Linked DNA regions of Oryzias latipes: region 2 is linked to region 1. The links are chromatin contacts, called in public Hi-C maps. All regions are on one chromosome and are shown on one strand. Each heading gives the region's core, a stretch centred on a gene start, on an enhancer-like site or on the middle of the called end of the contact. The rest is flanking DNA. Distances are from core to core; before and after follow the strand shown.

What was found. A called contact is a pair of places that touch in the nucleus more often than the background predicts.
Region 2: a Hi-C map of embryo shows a contact between it and region 1, with 3 times the contacts expected there. The contact joins two enhancer-like sites. A contact is called at or near these places in 4 of 5 Hi-C or Micro-C datasets (embryo and fibroblasts).

What each region holds. Positions count from the first base shown.
Region 1 is chr11:23,736,428-23,741,080 of ASM223467v1, reverse strand. It overlaps jarid2 (protein Jumonji), which reads left to right. Exons shown (of 18, transcript XM_023960183.1): 8 at 392-939; 9 at 2,960-3,052; 10 at 3,155-3,273; 11 at 3,365-3,435; 12 at 3,542-3,656; 13 at 3,728-3,833; 14 at 3,916-4,098; 15 at 4,624-4,653. Among protein-coding and RNA genes, the nearest start is that of dtnbp1, 39 kb to the right of the region's middle. Within about 2 kb of position 2,035, at least 1 of the 8 cell types and tissues checked has an H3K27ac peak or open chromatin away from gene starts, as enhancers often do. A contact at or near this core is called in embryo, where this site is marked.
Region 2 is chr11:23,935,098-23,939,534 of ASM223467v1, reverse strand. No RefSeq gene overlaps it. Among protein-coding and RNA genes, the nearest start is that of LOC101169467, 7.7 kb to the left of the region's middle. Within about 2 kb of position 2,359, at least 4 of the 8 cell types and tissues checked have an H3K27ac peak or open chromatin away from gene starts, as enhancers often do. A contact at or near this core is called in embryo, where this site is marked.

The sequences.
Region 1 (4,653 bases), core at 786-3,285:
AAATCATGATGAAGCAGAAGCAGATGAAAGAATCCTGTTTGAAAAAGAGCTTATTTGTCACGTAGAAAATACGCTGGACAGGCCACAAGCTCCCTGCTTTGCTGAAACAGAGAGCCCTCAGAAATGGGATGGGGAAGGGGGCGGGGTTGCTCTGTGCTCTGCACTGACAATTTCTGCAGAAACTATGTCCTAGAAAATGAAACAGGTTTTTTTGATTTTGGCTAAAAACTGCAAAATTATCATTAGAAGCCGACTGGGAACGGTTTTAGAACGGATCAAAAGATTATCGGAATGCGGTTTTGAGCAATGAACCTTCTTCCTGCACATCATTTTTGTTTGGAGTTTTTGCAAAAGAGATGTGTGGAAGCTGATTTCTGTCCTCCTCCTGCAGGTGGCTGTGAAGTGGACCTGTCGCGCTTTTTCCAGCTCATCAACGACATGGGGGGCATGCAGCAGGTGATGGACCTGAAGAAGTGGACCAAGCTTGCAGACCTCCTGCGCATCCCCAAGTCCGCGCAGGACCGGCTGGCCAAGCTGCAGGAGGCCTACCTCCAGTACATCCTCTCCTACGACTCACTCAATGCCGACGAGCGCCTTCGACTGCTGGCAGAAGTGCTGGAAGACAAAAAGAGGCTGGAGTCGCGGCGGGGCCCCCTGGAGGGCCTCTCTGACTCCTCTGCACCCAACGGACTCTCGCTGCCCCGCTACGAGCCAAAGAACGGGCTGGTCGGCGGGATCGTGGGAGGGACGACCGGGCATCACCGCACCAACGGAGTCTATCACTGCTTGAAGGAACTGAAGGCTCAGGTCAAAGCGGGTCGGCGCCGGCTCTTCGCTCAGGAAAAACAAGGCAAAGAGGACAGGCAGCACGGGGAGGAGCCGCACTCGGGGCAGGAAAATGGGGGCTTGTTTGGCGACCAACACAAATGCATTTACAAGGTAAGGAGGAAGAAGCCGCGAAGGTTAAAACCCCAGATGAGAGGCAGATAGAAGAATGTCCGTTCCCTGGGTGTTTCCTGTTATGCCTGTCATGTGACTTTAAGTCAATAAGTGCTGCTAACACCTCTTATTGTCATTTAAAGGTGAGCAGTTTCCATCAACGGCAGGGAAGCATCAGTGGACGTTGCTTCCCCATAGCCTCATTTGCCTGAACTTTACTTTTTAGTCTAATCTTACTGATCAGACACACTTTTACACCGTCCACTAGTTTCTATTTTTTTCTATCCTGGCATTTTTTATCAGGTTTTTGCTGAAAAGCCCGTTGAGCTCGCTGCTTTTCGTCTGTTTCTTTTTTAACTGTCTGAGCTCATTCCGAATTGAGACAAACGTGAGGTGAAGTCCACCTTTCCTCAAATGACATCAGCAGGCCCCGCCCACAGCACGACTCTTTAACTTGTTAAGGAAACCCATTTGCAAACCTGAAAATAAGATTTATTCCACTGATAGTGGAAGTCGGAGCACCAAGGGTTCATTGGCGCTCTGACTTTACGCCCCTTTACACTTCCTTTCTTAGCCTAGCATCCTCTTGTGTGCATTTCAGTTCTATCCCATCAACTCAGAGGTTAAGGTAAAATAACCTACTTATGACTGAAACTGTATATTTTGCCTACTCTTTGATCAAAAATTCAGTTTTTTATGCTTCATCTGACTGTTTTTTTTGTCTTACTATATGAGATCGGAGCAGCTGACGCGCTGCTGCGGTTTCAAATCGTTCCAAATGTTCAGCAGAAGGTTTGGTTACCGAACAAAAAAAAGCAAAAAAAAAAAAAAGAAAAGAAAAAAAACAACAAAAAAAGAAAAAGTGCAACAAAAAAAAAAGCATTTCACTTTTCACTTCACAACATAGTGTGTCTTATTTCCTCATGAAGTGGCAGCAGCTTGTTGTGTCTTGAGGCGGTCTTCTCCGGCGATCCTTCGGTTTTTTCTTCAGCGCCTTTGGTCTTCCTCGCTCACACGTGTCGCGTTCCCATCATCACGTCCTGTGGGCAGCTGTGAGGATCTGGCCAGCTGAAATGTAGGTCAGAAGCCCCCACCCCACACCTATCCGACAGCCCCGCCCCCATCCCCAATGCTAACCCCCTTCCACTCTGTCTCTATGCGTTAGCTTCCCGTTTCTACCCGGCAGCCCTCCCTCCTCGCGGTTTCTCCATCGGCAGATGACCTCGCTCTTTGTCGCCTCTCATCACTTTAACCCTAAACGCCTTTTCTTTCTCTTTGGAGATGACTTGTTTTGGTGTAAAGGCGCGGGGATTTGAGCGGAGGCTGTCAGTCACTGCGTGAAAGCGGCGGCCATGTTTGTCTGCTCCTGTGGCTCCTCTCCCCACACACCCAACGCCCCAAATCTGAGGCTCTTTTGATTCCAGTCTCTGTTGCTTTGGTAACGCCCGCCCCATTTAATAGAGTGAGTCGACCCGGAGTGATCAATAGACCTGTGAGGGACAGAGTCACACGGGAAGGGCCGTCCCACCTGGACAGGACAGGACAGGCTTGTCTTTAGTGTATGAAGGTAGAGTTTCACTAACTGCAAAACAGAATGGTAAGACGGTAAAAAAACATCCTTAGTTTTTGCCTTATCAAGAAAGTCTGTCAATAGCAAAATAATCTTAGTTCGTGAAAATCTTTCTTAGGTAAGACCTTTTTTGTTAACCCCATTGGCAGATTTGTTTTTTGCCTATTTAAAGCAAATCTACTTCTGGGTTAGAAATGTTGGACTTGTTTCTGTCATTGCAGTGAGGATAGCGTTAGACAGTGCAGGAGACGGTGTTGTTGGTGCTGAGCGGTCAGCTTGCTGTAGAAACGGACACGCGTGTTCCTCCGTCTGGCAGTGAAGGAGTCCATTGATGTCCAGCTGTCTTTTTTTAACTCATTGTTTTATTCAGCTTCAGCTCTTACTTTGCAAATCCCATCAACCCCCTGATCATCATCCCTTCCAGTGTTTGACATTATGTTTTGGTTGCAGGGGAAATCTGTGTCCTTGACCAACTTCTTCAGGATAGCTCGCAACACCATGACCATGTGCTTTAACAAGGAGCCGGGGGCCGCCGAGGTCGAGGTCAGCGCCCGATGTTTGACGTGGTCGTGGACTCGCCATCTTCCCCTGAAGTGAGATCGGTGCTAAAATCATGATTTGTATTTTCTTTTTTCTGTCTTTCAGCAAGAATACTGGAGGATTGTAGAGCAGAGAGACTCCCACGTGGCAGTGCATTGTGGGAAGGTGGACACGAGCACACACGGCAGCGGTTTCCCCACAGGAAAGTCAGAGCCATTCTCAAAGTGAGTGTCGTGTTTGAGGCGCCGGGCGTGGCGCCAACGTGACGCCCTGAAGCACAAACGCAGGACAAATCTCTGTTTTCTGTCTTCTCAGACACGGTTGGAACCTCACTGTCCTCCCCAATAACTCTGGATCCATTTTGAGGCATCTAGGTGCTGTGCCTGGTAAGGATCGGCCTCTCTGTTCCAAAGCACTCTAAACTTTTTGAATTTCTATTTCATGCCTTTATGAATGGCGCCTAATGCTTTGCTGTGTCTTGTGTCTTTGCAGGAGTGACTGTTCCCTGGCTAAACATTGGCATGGTCTTTTCTACCTCATGCTGGTCTAGAGACCAAAACCGCCTTCCATATATTGATTACTTACACACTGGTGCTGATTGCATTTGGTAAGTAGAGTTGGTGCTTCTGCTCTCCTCTCATAAAGTCCTCAGCTAAATGGTTTTTGCCGTCCTGGCAGGTATTCTGTCCCTGCTGAGGAGAAGGCTAAGCTGGACGAGGTGGTCCACACACTGCTTCAAGCCAACGGCACGCCAGGACTAGAAATGCTGGAGAAGAACATCATGGTGACTGTTTTCTCCAGCTTTTTCTTTGGATCCTGTTTGAAGTTGCTGCTTCGGTCGATGACCGCTGTTCTTCCTCTGGCAGATCTCTCCAGAGGTGCTATGCCGGGAAGGCATCAAGGTTTACCGCACGGTCCAGCGGAGTGGCCAGTTTGTGGTCTGCTTCCCCGGTGCCTTTGTCTCCAAAGTGTGCTGTGGCTACAGCGTGTCGGAGACGGTCCACTTCGCCACACCACACTGGATGAACCTGGGCTACGAGGCTGCAAAGGTCAGATCACCAGTATGGGGAGTTGAAAATGAGACATTTGACACGCTGTTTTTCAGACTAAAAACCCAAAAAAAGCATGAAAAGAAGGAAAAATGTAAGTTCTAAATCTAAATATCTCTTTTGAGATAAATATAGTCAACAAAAGATGGGAACAAGAGCAAATATTTCAAATTAAAAGTAATCATAGTAATGGAATAGATGGCACTAATTTATCTGTATGTCATTTGTAATGTTTAAAGAAAAAACAAAACACGTCACCTGAACCTCTTGACAGGCTGCTCGTTTAGCCCCACAGCGTCATTCTGGGTTCGATTTCTCTGTTCAATTTGTGGTCAAAAAATAAAATCATAACAGTTGTAACAAACAACAGAGGAAAAATATCCTGCTTTGCATTTTTGCAAGTGAAACTCTGGGATCCTCACAGGTCTCTTAAATGCTCAGAGGCTCTTTCAACATTTTTTACAAAAAGATGTTGTGACTGAAGCCTTTTCATTCATAAACCCTCTTTTTTTTTCCTGTTTTCAGGACCTGAAGTGTCGTTGTATAGCCAAACCC
Region 2 (4,437 bases), core at 1,110-3,609, 200 kb before region 1:
AGACTGAACAAAATGAAACACAGGCTCAGTGGAAGTTTCAAATTAGGACATTTTAAACCATTCTAGACCACTATTCTTGCAGGAAACTTCTATTGAAGTCACTATTTATATTTGTGCTACAGTTTAAAGACCCACTCTGATGTGAAGTGGTTGTGAATCTGGAAAAACTGCCATTGGAAAAAGCTTGTAGTTGTGACGTTGAAACTGGAACGGGTAACCACACGCTCCCTGCTGTGCTCCATTCTGATGCATCCACTTGCAGACGACTAGATCCGTGTACGTCTTTGTTTTCCTTGTCTGAGCTGGCATATTGCTCAAAACTGTACGACTGTATAGCTCCAATATTACTCACCATTTTTGTTGCACTGCTAATGTTACATTGGGTTTTCCACAGCTTTAAGCTAGCAGGGAAGTGTGTAAACTAAGGGATGATGGGACGTGGCACAACTCGGAACCTAAGTCTAATGAACTCCTGCCACTCTGCAGAAACTATGTCCTGGAAAATGACAGGTTTTTGGATTTTGGCTAAAAATGGTATAAAAGTCCACTGGGAACAATTTCAAAACAGATCAAAAGGTGATCAGAGTAGGACTTGAAAGTTAAAAAAAAAGTAGAAGAGAACTTTAAAATGATGCTCTTGAGTTCAGACACGTTCTAGTTGGCCTTTAAAAACTAACAACATGGAGGCTCACAATTTCGTATAAAATCAATAACCTACAAGGGAGAAGCTCAGTCAAGGAGGAAACCTAAACCGCTCACTGACAGACCTCAGTCCAAATTTGAACCTGGGTTGTTGGAGTTGTACAAATATTGTGTGTCTTGGAGTGAAATAAATGACTTTATAAAAAGGTGTTTTTGTTTCTGCTATTCTGCTATATGTTTCTGTTTCTGTATTTTTGAGTATTTGTCATAAAGGCAAACTGAATTTTTCTCCTCTATTGTTTCAAACTTCTGACTTCTTATATATATATATATATATATATATATATATATATATATATATATATATATATATATATATATATATATATATATATATATATATATATATATATAACTTCCCTTTTTAGATGTTTTAATAAAAAAAAACAAGTTAGCTGTAAGTTAAAGGACTTAAGCTGTGCATTTTCATGTTTTATTCATAGCTGTTTTTTTTTTAGATCTTTTTGGGTTTAATGTTTACATTTATTTTAACTTACTCCTACTTTTCATTTGCATTTATGTGGATTTCTTTAAAGTTCGACTCCGATCATCTTTTTATCTATTTTAAAAGCGTTCCCAGTGGTTTCTTAATTATCAGAGTGGGTCTGTAAGTATTTTCCTTCTGTTTAAGTCCTCTTATTTAAGTGCCAAGGTGATTTTAAGGTGCAGCACTAAGGGTCAAAAACACAATCTAACTAAAATAGATTAGGTGTCATTATTATCCAATGCAGTTGAGATCATTCCAAGATGGCCACTTTGTTTTAACTGTATTTTTGTATACAAAAAATCGACTTATATTGAAGAGTTGTGGGTGTAATCTCTGTACTGAGCAAGCAAAACGTGACAGTGAAGAGAAAAAGTTCCTCTAAATAAAGAAGGACAAGAGAAACCTCTAGCAGAACCAGATGTGAGCTGTTGGCAGTTTGAGAGGACATCTTTTTTAAAACAAGAAGTAGACACACCTTTAATCACATTTTATTGGGTCGAAAAAAAAAAAAATCCAACACACACATAATAGAGTTGCCACCACCTGAGGGTGCCATCGTCATACCAGCCCTCGCAGATGGACATGTGCTCAGGCACGTACACAGGCCTGCATTAACTCATTGTCTGGATCTCTCTTTTACTGCGCCACTTCTCAGACTAGCGGCCTGCTTACTTTCCGTCTTGCGTGAGTTGCAAAGACTTTGTGATTTGTGAGAATCTTTTGATGTGCAAAGTGGGAGAGGCCTGCAGCCTGATCTGGCCTTTGTCCCGGTGTCACCAAAGCTTACAGGGCAGTGGAGGAAAGTGAGAGAAGCGCTTCTGCAAAAGCAGATCATTTTTAATGGAGCTTGGATTCACTATAAAAGGTGAACGCCTGGAAAAAAAAAAGACTTTTGGAGGCAGAAAATGCTTTTTGCGGCATTGTTGTTTATTTTCATGAGTTCTATCCTACAAGATTTTCAGTAATCTTCCTGATAAATAGAAGATTCCCGTGTTCCTGCCTGATTCAGCATCTGTTCTGATCCTTCAAACACCTCCTCCGTCCTCCAACGCACTTTTCTTCTCAAGAGAAATGTAGAGCCACTACTCATTTGCTTCTTCTGCCTTCAGACTGAAAACATCAGCCATCTGGTCGAGGGGTGAAAGGTCAAACCTCAGGCTGGTAATGAGGGTGGCGTCGCTAGGGGGATGTAGAAGTGGTTTTGTGTGTGCGGGCCTCACTGAGCGTGCCTGCTTCCTGAGAGAGCGCATTAAACATTAACAAGTCCGCTCTGCACGTCCTGAGGAAAGACAGAAGAGAGAGAGACGGTGTTTTCACACAGTGACTTTAGGCGCAAACATATGCAGGTGGATGCAAGAATGCAGACATGTCGCACAAGCACGGAATCCTGGAATGAATGTGGAAACACATTTGCCTCCAGTCACTGTGGCTGCAAAAAGCTTTTCTTGTTTATTGATTTGGCCTTCCTACATCCCATCTATCAATAGCTTTGGTCAATGCAGGGAAGGAAAAAAATGCATAAAGACAGCTGGTGTGACAAAGGAGCATGAGTGTGTGTGTTCTCCAGCATTTTCTTTCACCGGAAACACTTGATCCAACACATTTAGTACATTTGGTTCAGTTGTTTTTCACTAGGCTAAATGAGCTCCTCCTGACTTATACTGCAGCATTTGTGGCTCTAAAGCAGGGGTGTCAAACCCATTTTCACAGAGGGCCACATCAGCATAGTGGCTGTCCTCAAAGGGCCAGATATAACATATACATGTACCTAAATGTAATGAAAAATAAACGTAACTTTCTTAATGTTATATAACTCATTATCTATTTATTATAACTTTTTAAGAGACAATTAAAGTTGCATAGAAAACATAAGTTTGCTTGTTACTCTAGCATAAATCCTTTTAAATTTGATTCTGTCAGGTTAGGTTATATGGACAGTGTTTAAGTCCTAATGTATAGTTGCCCAATCTGATATTTCAAGTCTGATTCCCCCTACATATAAATAAATACATACCAATTTTTATTTTAAGAAATTAAAAACCTTTATGCTCTCGCGGGCCACATGAAATGACATGGAGGGCCACATTTGGTCCCCGGGCCTTGAGTTTGACACATGTGCTGTATAGGAACTTCAGCTGTTAGAGTTGTCAACCCAGCCCCCCCTTTCTCTTGTTGATGTGGGTCATAAACTCTTTCACCAAACATCAAGTGCATATTTTATTCATTTTCTGTTGTTGCAGATTAGTTGACATGGTTGATAAGGTGTGGATATTTCTGGTTTGATTAATGACGTGTTAAGGGACTTTCTTCATCATTTTGTATTCGTCCATTTGGACGACATTTTGATTTTTTCCAGAGACCTGGACAAACATAGGCGACATGTTTGTCTGGTTCTCCAGTGGTTGCTAGAGAATAAACTATATGTCAAGGCAGAGAAGTGCCAGTTTCACTCCCCCTCTGTTTCTTTCCTGGGCTTTGTGATTGCAGGCGGGGAGGTGAGGCCAGATCCGGCCAAGGTGAGTGCAGAAGCTAATTGGCATGTCCCCACTTATCGTAAACAGCGTTTCTTGGGTTGTGTTTCCTTCCTTCGTCACTTCGTCTGTAAGATAAGATAAGATAAAACTTTATTCATCCCACAATGGGGAAATTCTTTAAACAATGGGGAAATTCTCTGTAACTTCAGCGCTCCTCCGCCGGCATCATAGATGGTCAGCCAACCTACACTGGTCGATGCCTGCTGGATGCCAGACGGCGGGGCAGGGGTCTTCCATACTTTGTGGACTGAGAGGGTTATGGCCCTGAGGAGAGGTCATGGACCCAGCCCTCATTCGTGAGTTTCACCGCCGCCACCTGGGCAAGCCTGGCGGTGCACCCAGAGGTGCCTCTTGAGGAGGGGGTACTGTCATCTTAATGGGTGCACCTGTACTTAATTGTCTCATCCTTCCATGATCCCAGTGTTCCCTCCACTTGTTTGCCAGATCATGTTGTTTCCAGTGTTCTGTTCAGAACAGAGGAGAGGTATCTGCATTTGGAACTTGCCAGTTTGTGTCCAATTTATGTGGAACTTTAGGAAAATATATGGACCACAAAGCTCCATTCTGTCTAAATTAAATAGATTGAATGCAATTACAAAATAGAATAAAATAGATTTAGTTTTTGCATTAATGCATAATACAAAAGATCTATATTAAATGTAAATATTACAGCTGTCTGGGATCTTTTTAGGGTTAGAAATGAATCTTAAAGTA